Regions from separate parts of the Mus musculus genome. Here region 1 is linked to region 2. Evidence: chromatin contacts called from public promoter capture Hi-C data. All regions are on one chromosome and are shown on one strand. The core of a region is the stretch at or near the end of the contact, and the rest is flanking DNA. Distances in the headings are between cores, read along the strand shown.

Region 1 (4,914 bases), core at 1,637-4,136, 220 kb before region 2:
TATTGTTGTTTATCATCAAAGGAAGCCAGGAAATGAATTCAAATAGTGCAGTAAACTGAAGGCAGGAGCTGATACAGAGGACATGGAGCACCGTTGCTCAGTCTGCTTTCTTATAAAACCAGGACCAGGAGCCTAGGAACTACACTAACCATAATGTGGTAGGCCCTCCCACATCAATCACTAATTAAGAAAATCCCCTATAGGCTCACATACAGCCCAATCTTATGAAGGCATTTTCTTCATTGAGGTTCTCTTCTCTCAGATACTTTAACTTGTGTGAGTTTGACAAAAACTAGCATATAACTCTAGTCATTCAGTTTGCTTGTGACATAAAAAACAATCCAGAAACAAACTAACAAAACCCCAAAGGCTTATACCACCCCTGGTCTTCTTTCCTTCATTCTACATCAAGAATTCTCAATCTCAGATGACTCTTATTCCTCGGGAGATATTTTTCCTTGTCCAGGGGCACGTTTTTTATGGTAAAGAGCTCAGAAAGTATGAAATAAGGCTGAAGACAGGAGCAATACCAGTGGGGAGAGTCCAGGGATGCTCACTATCAAACAATACACAGGGAAACCTAACAAGAAAGAAGCATTTCAGCCAAAAAGTTAACAATGGTGACTATAAGAAACTTGGTACTTACTTTTGGGATAGCATTGGAAATGTAAATGAAGAAAATACCTAATTTTAAAAAATGCTCAAAAAAAAAAAGAAAGAAAGAAAGGAAGGAAGGAAGGAAGGAAGGAAGGAAGAAAGAAAGAAAGAAAGAAAGAAAGAAAGAAAGAAAGAAAGAAAGAAAGAGACTTGGTACTTTTCTAGAGATAATAAAATATTTAGGTTGAATCTCTGGTACTTTCATTTTGAGTTTCCTGATAACCTTTGGAGCACTGCATTATATTTGATTAATACAGGATTACAGAAATTAAATTATTCTTTTAACCCAGGAAGGAAGGAAGGAAGAAAAAGACAAATACAAACAATGTGGGGAGAGATGGCTGTATTTGAGGGATGATATGGAAACCTAGTGAAGGAAAAACTTCCTTAAATATATGGGTGTGCTACTAAGAAATCTCCTAATAATGAGGGATATGGAGCCTCAACTGGCTATTTCTTGTCATCAAACAAGGCTTTCAGTAGAAGGATGGAGTTACATTCAATTGATTTTGGCCAAAGGAGTCCCATAAAAATTCCTAAACATCCCAGGCTGCTAAGATAATTGATTGCGGTCTGAAAACTGGCAGTGGGGCCATTGTCAAGGACAGCAACCACACGATTCATTGAACATGGAGAAGCTGAGCTGATGCCTACATGGATTACTCACCCTATGTTCTATGCCTTTAGTGTGGGAAGATACTGTGCAAGACATCAAGATATAAACATCACTGTAACACGAAAATGCAATACCAACCCAGTCATAAAACCTTTGACCTGCAATCTGTCCTGTCTGAAAGATAGGCTAGGTCAGTGGTGGCTCAGAATTTGTGGGAGTAGCGAACCAATTAAGATCCACTCCAAGAGATGAAACCCATACCCAATACTTTCTTGGTAACCAAGAACCAGAGACCAGAAAGATATCTCAGAGACTTAGGGTAAAATCAAACACTACTGTTCTTAAAACAAACAAGTAAACAACAACAACAACAAAGTTATGTCTCAATAAAATGACTCCTAGTGATATTCTGATATAATCATAGATCAGAGCCTTATCCAGTCATATTCAGAGAGAGGCTATTTTGCTGTGTGATGACTTGGTAAGGGCAGCACAATCTAGATTCTGATTCAACTTCCGTTCTTTAGTTTTGCCTTTTTGCTTTAAGGCATTCCCAGGTGGAATGGAATCACTTAGGGGTAAGATGAAATGGGCAGTCTCGAACCTAGAGATGGATCCCCATCATGTATCTGGGTGTCCCTCTGGATGGATAACTCTGAGGTTTAGCTCTGCTATCAGTCCTCATTTTCTGTTTCTGCCACTATGGTTTCTTTTTATTGCCACAATCCCTTTAGTGTATCTAATCAGATATAAATTCTATTCATAACGACAAAAGATTTTCAGTGAACTTTCAAACACACATTTTTATCAAGTGGGGTTGACGTGACATTTCTACTGTAGTTCAGAAATCATAATGCTCACATTCTCACTCTGATTCTCTATAGTAATGCAAAAGAGAGCTTTCTAGACACCTTGATGTGTGGATCTTGAATGTTCCTCAGTAAATATGAAGGGTTTCTAGGATGGCAGTAATGGGTTGTGGTGGAACCTGTAGGCATAAGATTATGGAAGAAATCCAGTTGGGGAAAAGTAATGGGTCCTGCCCATGAAGGGTACTTTGAGACCCTAGCCACTTTTTCCTTCCTCCTATTATCACTAATCATGAAGTAAGTTTTTGACCTGCCACAAGTTTCCTATTGTTGACATTTAGCATGTCAAGCAAAGGCCAAAGAAACGGGTCTGCACACTTGAAACTTTCGAAACAACCCCTTTTCCTTATGAGTTAATTATCTCAGATATTTTATTACAGTAATGAAAATTGGACCAATGTGCATGATGTTCTGTTGATAATGAAGATATTCGGAGGCTACTCTAATAGCTTCCAAAGGGCTTTTTTCTCAATAAAAATGTACCTCCTTCAAGATTTCTTGAATACAGTAACTTGTATAAACCACAGAGATGCAAGTTTATTATAAAATAAGACTAGAGATAGAATTTTGAGCTTCAGTTGGCTTCAATAGGGCTCAGTTGGTAGGATTTGTATCAGACCTCTATTCTGTTACTTTTACATTTTGAAGTCCAATAAAACCTGTTTATCTTATTGGCATTTGGAAAATTCTGTGGTAATCCCTCTTAGGTTTATGAATTATGCAATAGAGTTCCAAAGTGTCCTAATGTTACATCAATTATACACACACACACAAACAAACACTTTGGCAGAGCTGAAATTCACTACAGTTTACCCATGACTTTTGGGATAAAACATAAAATGTCTTTCTATACAAACTACTTATTTTCACTAAGATTCTGTGCACACATTTCTTGTTCTCTTAATTTTAATGAAAATAAACATGGGTTAAAAAGCTACTGTGTAACCAGTCTCAGGATAGGAATTAGAGAAAAGGAAAAGAAAATAAATAAAATGTAGTGTTAGTTTTAGGTACTTGCAAGCTTCAGTTAAAACTGTCACCATAACAGTGGCACAGCACACTGGGACTAGGGGAGAGTTACCAGAGAAGGCTTTCTGGGAGACATAGATAAAAGGTTCTGGTTTACTGAGGCTCACTGACAAATTTAACCAATCTAATGGGGGATGAAATACTTGACCCTGCCTTCACAGTGGTACTGAGAAAGTTACAAGGAACATTCATCCCTAAATACAGTCATAAAGACTAAAATCTAATAAAGAAATATAAGGAATGTATATTTTTTCTGTTGAAGCTATGCAGTTACCTCTTTGTTGGGGAACTTCTGTTAACCTGTTTTGTACATCTTAATAACAAGATATTTATGACCAACTCTATGGAGTGCTATGTACACATGAACATTTTACCTTTAGTTTCAAGAACACACACACACATCACATCACATCACATCACATCACATCACATCACATCACATCACATCACATCACATCACATGTGTGGAGGTCAGAGGATGACTTCTAGGGAGAAGTCCTTGTCTGCCACCTGTTGAGGCAGGCAGGGTTTCACTTGTCTGGGCTGCTGTGCTTTCTTCTATAGGCTAGCTTCTTGGAAAACTGGATTCCATGTCTCTGCTTCCCATCTCACTTTAGAAGTGTTGAAATTACAAATGCATGCAACTTCATCTGCCTTGCTCCATGTGTTCTGGGGATCTGAACTCAGGTTGTCAGGCACACACTTTAACCCAGTGATCCACCTTCCTAGCAATTTCTGAAAACACTTATCTACCCATCTGGAAAAGATGAATGTAGAGAGTAGAGCATCTTAATAGAGTCCAATGTATTTAACACTCAGACTACTAGGCAATTAAATGAAAACATAAGTCTACAGAAAGGTTAGGTCAAGAATATTTAGATACTTTATTTACAATAGTCTGAACCTAGAAATCAGTACATACCTACCAAGTGCTGAGTAGATAAGCATATTGTAATAAATCCAATAAAGTGCTATCTGGTGACACAAGAGAAGAAACAATTGAAAAACTAGTAAGTTCCAAAAGTTGAATTTAGAGAAGTCTGGCAGATTATATGAATAGATTACATGTGAAATTCTAGAACATATAAAATATAAAAATCACAGTTAGATATCATATTTAGCATGATTCCAAGGATGGATCTGACTGGGGTGGTAAAGAAATGAAGAAAAGACAGACACATAGACATGCAGAAAAGCTGGGGTCAGATAGACTGGGCTTTCTGATGGAGGAAATGGAAGCTCCCCATGACTATTATGTTGACTTGAACAGGGAAGTAGGGTTCTTGTATACAACTGAACAAGGTGGTGGGTTTCTTAGATACATATAAACAAGGAGGAAGTCTTTTTTATGCTGTGCAGCTGGATTAAGGAAACAAGTTTAGATAATCTTAGTAGGAACAATCTCTGTATGAAAGCAGGTCATAAATATCTATCCAAGAGAAGAAAGATATGGTAGACATTTTCTGCACACACTATCAATATCCTCACAAGGATGAAAGAAAGGCTTTGACATTTTCCTTGGGCATCATCAGGTAGGTAAGGGGTTTTCTCACTTCCACAGGTCTGAGGTATGACCATGTCACATTTTCTTAACACTTCACTACTGAGGACTTCTTCACTCCCCATAATTGGAAACAGAGATAATTGCTTGCCAGTGGAAAAGGAGGTAGAGAAAGAAGTAGACTACAAAGAAACCCAAGGGGGACTTTGTATGATGAAAACAGTCTCTTCCATGATTGTAGT
Region 2 (4,902 bases), core at 1,120-3,619:
AGTGCCCTTAAATGCTGGTCACTGAACCCTCAATGTCACCTACTTTAAATTCCCTAAATAAGTAAAAGGATGAGGATTTGTGAGCATTTAGGTTGAAAGTGTCAAATCATAGTGGAATTAAAACATTCTTATTTAGGTTTTTTGTTGTTTTTGTTGTTTGTTTGAGAGTATCTCACTTGGATGCTCAGACTGTCCTTGAACTTATAACAATTCTCATTACAGTTATAACTGTGAGTCACCATACCTGGCTGACAATTTGTGTGTGTGTTAACTATGTAGAAATCAGAGGACAATTTGCAGTGTGTGTGTCTGGTCCTGGGATTAAACTTAGTTCCCTCGAGTTGGAAGCATGTGCCTTTACCAACTGGCCATTTTGATGATGCTGGCTAATAATTTTTAAAATAATAAAATAACTAAATCCACCTTAGTAATCCTACTCCCTGGCTCCCATTCACAGTTCACTGGATATGGTAACAATATCCAAATTTTGTACATGTTCGAAAACACAAGGAAACCAGTCTTCCATACCACACAGACTTTCACAGCAGACATTGCCTGATCCCATCTGCTTATGTTCTGAGTCTTGGCTTCCTATTTTTCAAGTACTATTTCTGATAGTTAGGACAAAAGGAGTTTCAAGTTTGCCTTGCTCTTAAGTTTACGGTGAGGATTAGTAGGGTAATATAAGTAAGAAGTTTAAATGAACAATAAAAGTGTGTGGTCAGAGCACCATGAATATCAACTTGTACATTTCATAGTTGAATGACACATGAACCCACAACTGGCTATTTGGGAAAACAACCTGAGAAAGTCAGTCTTTTTCACTAAACAAAACATTTACTCTACCAGATAGACTTGAAATAGGTAGGTAAAAATATGCACCGGCACATGTCTGTGACCCCAGCACTAGCAGGGTGGAGACAAGAGGATTCCTGGAGCTCACTGGCCAACTGATCTAGCAGATTCACTGGACCCCCAGGTCCACTGAGATGTGCTGTCTCCAAAATTTAAAGAATAAAACCTTTGAGGAAGATACCTGTGTTAACCACAGGTCCATACACACATGTACATACACACACACATAATGAAGTTAAAATCTAAAGAGATCAAGTGACAATTCAAAGTCATTGATTTTGGTTTTATGGGGGGGGGGGGTTGTGGAACTTGGGGTCTAGGAAGCAAAACTACAGCAGTGATCAACTGTATTAAAGCACTCTTTATGTGTCATGCACACAAATTACTTTCCTCACTGTGACATATTTTGTTTTCTTCATTCACCTGCAACTAAACCAACCCTTGTCTAAGGAAAATAGACATTGTCCAGTCTTAGATTCATGAGAAGTGTCTGGATTTAAATACAAGTCAGCGACATGGTTCTGCTTTGAGATGTACCTTTGTACCTTGTAAATACATTATATATTTTGGTAACAACGCTGGCTCAAACCAAAAGTGGGGAGAATAAAGCACAAGCAAGCAAGAGTTCAGGTTATTTTGTTTTAGGCAAAATATATTTAATCCAACCAATGGAGATAATAAGGTGCAGGAGTCTAGTAACTAACAACTACAAAGAATCAAACTCCTCTTGATTAACCACAGAGATTGCAAAACACTTAACTCTGAGAAAACAGAGGCGAAAGCCTGTGTGTCTGATGTCTCCATTTCATATTCACTGTGCCATTCATATATTTTGCTCATTCTGCTGCATTTCCTACGCATTTGTCCACTTCATTCATTCAGTTCTACTTCACAGTCAATTATTGGATATTGAGTACGACTATGTATGACAAGTCAGACGCTGACAACTCGAAAATGGGGCCTTTCATATCAGAAATGAAAGAACAGAACTAGGTAGAAAGTGAAAGAAACCACCAAAGCTCTCCCACCCCGTCCTGGTAAAGCCTCTTGCAAGTCAGTTGACTAGGGAAAATTCCAGATAGGGCCTTGAAGGAAGCTCCTAGGCAGTCCAGGGACGGTGCAAGAGACCTTGAAGAAGAGACAGGCACCAGCAATTTTGGTCTCTGCCTCTGGGTTTCAGTGTAACTGCAGGCAGTCTCGTCCTATGCAAGGGCACTCCAGCCCGATCAGGAAGCTCTCTGGCAGCCAGGCCGGCTGACCTCAGCCCACCCTCCCGCCTCTGGGGAGCAGCTGGTCACCCACAGCCTGGGGGGCACTCACCTGATCACGAGGCTCTGCGGAGCAGCAGCGGCCACAACACCCGGTGAGGCCTGCAGACCACAGGCACGTTCGGGGGCGGGACCAGGAAGGTCCTCAGAGCGCACTGGAGCCACAGGGCGGGCCTCCAGAGGCCTCAGGAACAGCCCGGAGCCCCAGTAGTCTGCAGGCCTGGCTTCTTTGTGTGCCAGGACAGCTGTGGAGCCCTCCCTGGCCGGTGGGCGGAGACAAAGGTGCAACCGTCAGCCAGGCCCGAGGCCTGGGCTTTAACTGAGACTGTGGCTGGCTGGACCCGACCCTGAAAGGTCTCCTTGAGCCTGACTTAAGGCAAGTAGGGTCCCCAAGGCCTGGCTTCAAGAGACTTTGTTGGAACCGTCAAACTCCTTCCCAACAAAAGCAACTCAACAGTTATTTTGTTCATGTTATCAATCACCCAGTAGCTAGGGAGGATGGATATGCGGGAAGATGGCCCAGGACTTTGAGGCTTAGCAAGGGCTACAGAATAAATGAGACCCTGTCTCAAAAACAAAATGAAGCACCAGGTTATTTTCTCCCTTCCTTAATAGTTGAAAGACTGTAAGAAAGGAGGTGATCATGAAGGCAGGGGTCATGATCTAAAACTAGGAGATCAGAAAGTCATTTTCAGTCTAGGCATTGTATCAGGGAAAGAGCAATGCTATACTACTCTTGTAGTACATGTGCGCATATTTTTGGCCCATTTATCTATCTGTCTATCTATCTATCTATCTATCTATCTATTCATTCATTCACTTTACATCCTGATCACAGTAGCCCCTCTGCTTTCAGCTCCCCCTTCCCACAGCCCCTGTTTTATCCTCTGCCCCCTTCTCCTCTGAGAAAAGGAAGGACCCCCTTGTGAACCAGTATACCCTGACACATCAAGTCACTGCATGACTTCAGTAGTTTGGGGACCTGCATAAAGTCCAAACTGCAACATGTGCACATGTTTTTAATGTTTTATGTTTTGATAAGTCCAAATTTCTTTACTTAGCCAGACTCTTATCAAAGTTATCTTTGTAAAATACTTTCCAGTTCCTGTCTCTCCTCTTAAAACACACACACACACACAGACATACACACACACAAAACCAAGGAAAAACTTAGGCATGCTGATCCATGTATGTGTTATCTCAAAACACAGAAAATAGAGGCAGGGATATTTTGAGTTTCAGGCTAACCTGGGCTACATAGGTAGATGCTAAGAAAAAGAAAACTCACATACTTAAAAAACAGGAAAGAAAAAATTAAGCATATACAAAGAAAATCATTTTGAGTCCTTTCACCTATGTACAATATAACAATCCCTCTAAACTTTGACTAGTCGCGTTGCCTTTCACAAAATATCACTTCTGTGAGGTATTCAAGGGTCTTTTCAACATGGTCCTAGCTGGCCTTTCCACAAATGGTCCCTGGGGAGTCATATCTAGTCCCAATGATTTACATTTCTCTGAAACTATCTTTGATGAAGAATAGGTTGGATTATTTCCAATCTCCTACAACAGGCTAATTTTGTAAAATGAAATTAATAATCTAGCAAAGGTAACTGAAAAGCTATAAAATGACAGACTCTAGTTTTGTGGAAAAACAAACCTACAGGTTTGCAACAAGTGAAATATCACCTTTTTGACGCTTCTAGCTGCTTACACTCGACTTCTGTGTTTAGCTCATCGTGCACCTGTAAAGACGGCCCATAGACTGTCTCTCTAAGTATAGCTTAGATGGCAGTGCCGTGCTCATGCCGTGCCCAATGCTTCCCAGCCTTTTCTTATGCTGTAAAAGTTCTCTGTCATTGACTCACAATGTAATAATGACAAGACTTGAACTTTAATTGAATGCTTTTTACTAACACTTTATGCGGATTATCTGTGGGTGTTTCTCAGCCCTATGAGCTAGGTATTATGACTATTATTTCTACTTCACGGATGAGTAATTTGAAAGCTAGAGAGGTCATGACACACCCTGTGAGGTCAGGTTGACGTTGTAAATTAAAATAGCTTGATTCCAGAGCCCATCTATGCTTACATTGTCCTGGACCATTTTCCCCTCCCTTTAGATGGTTGATTTTAATTACTCTATTCATGTCCATCTACTATATATCTTTCCCCATTGGTGTTCATTCTATTCTTGTTTCTTTTAGAACTGTTACATTTCTGATACAATGGCATTGGTAGATCTCCATAGCTCTTAGCACTGCTCTCTCTGACTCAGATACTCTAGTAACTCAGAACTTGGCTCATGCAAGCTGCTGGAAGGGAAGCTCCTTCTCTGTGCTTTCATTCTTTTCTGGGGTTTACCTCACTGGAATTATATGCTTACATCTACATCCGCTACTAAGCCATGTGCCATGTGATGCACTCATTTTTCTTACAACTATAGTGTGGATCTGCACAGTCACTGCCAAAATCTTTTGTCTTGCATGCTTGGTCCACAACTAGTGGTTCTGGTTGGGGAAGTTTTGGAAATTTCAGCAGTTAGAAAAGCTAAATCACTCTGAAGATGCTTTTGAAAGTTATGCCCATAATTCCTTCCACATTCTTTGCTCCTTTCTGCATTTTCCTCATGCTTCTCATTGCTTCTATGATGTGATCCAAGTGTACATAGCCAAGCAACCCTGAGCTTAATCATTTGAAACCACAACTAAGTAATCTCTTTTTCTCTTAATTTTTTCTCTTAGGTATTTTTGACACAGCCTCATAAAATTAGTACATT

What was found. Promoter capture Hi-C pulls out the DNA fragments that hold promoters and counts their contacts.
Region 1: a promoter capture Hi-C map of liver shows a contact between it and region 2, with 4 times the contacts expected there. The contact joins the enhancer-like site here to the promoter of Cpq in region 2. A contact is called at or near these places in 3 of 39 promoter capture datasets (the 3T3-L1 cell line, 3T3-L1-derived adipocytes and liver), 1 of 484 Hi-C or Micro-C datasets (liver), 1 of 115 datasets of contacts at active chromatin or transcription factors (bone marrow-derived macrophages) and 1 of 9 other capture datasets (liver).

Annotation. Positions count from the first base shown.
Region 1 is chr15:33,303,738-33,308,651 of GRCm38.p6, reverse strand. All of the region lies in intron 4 of Cpq (carboxypeptidase Q), which reads right to left. Among named protein-coding and RNA genes, the nearest start is that of Cpq, 220 kb to the right of the region's middle. Within about 2 kb of position 2,886, at least 2 of the 459 cell types and tissues checked have an H3K27ac peak or open chromatin away from gene starts, as enhancers often do. A contact at or near this core is called in liver, where this site is marked.
Region 2 is chr15:33,080,596-33,085,497 of GRCm38.p6, reverse strand. Cpq (carboxypeptidase Q) reads right to left here and starts at 2,369. Exons shown (of 8, transcript NM_176073.4): 1 at 2,176-2,369.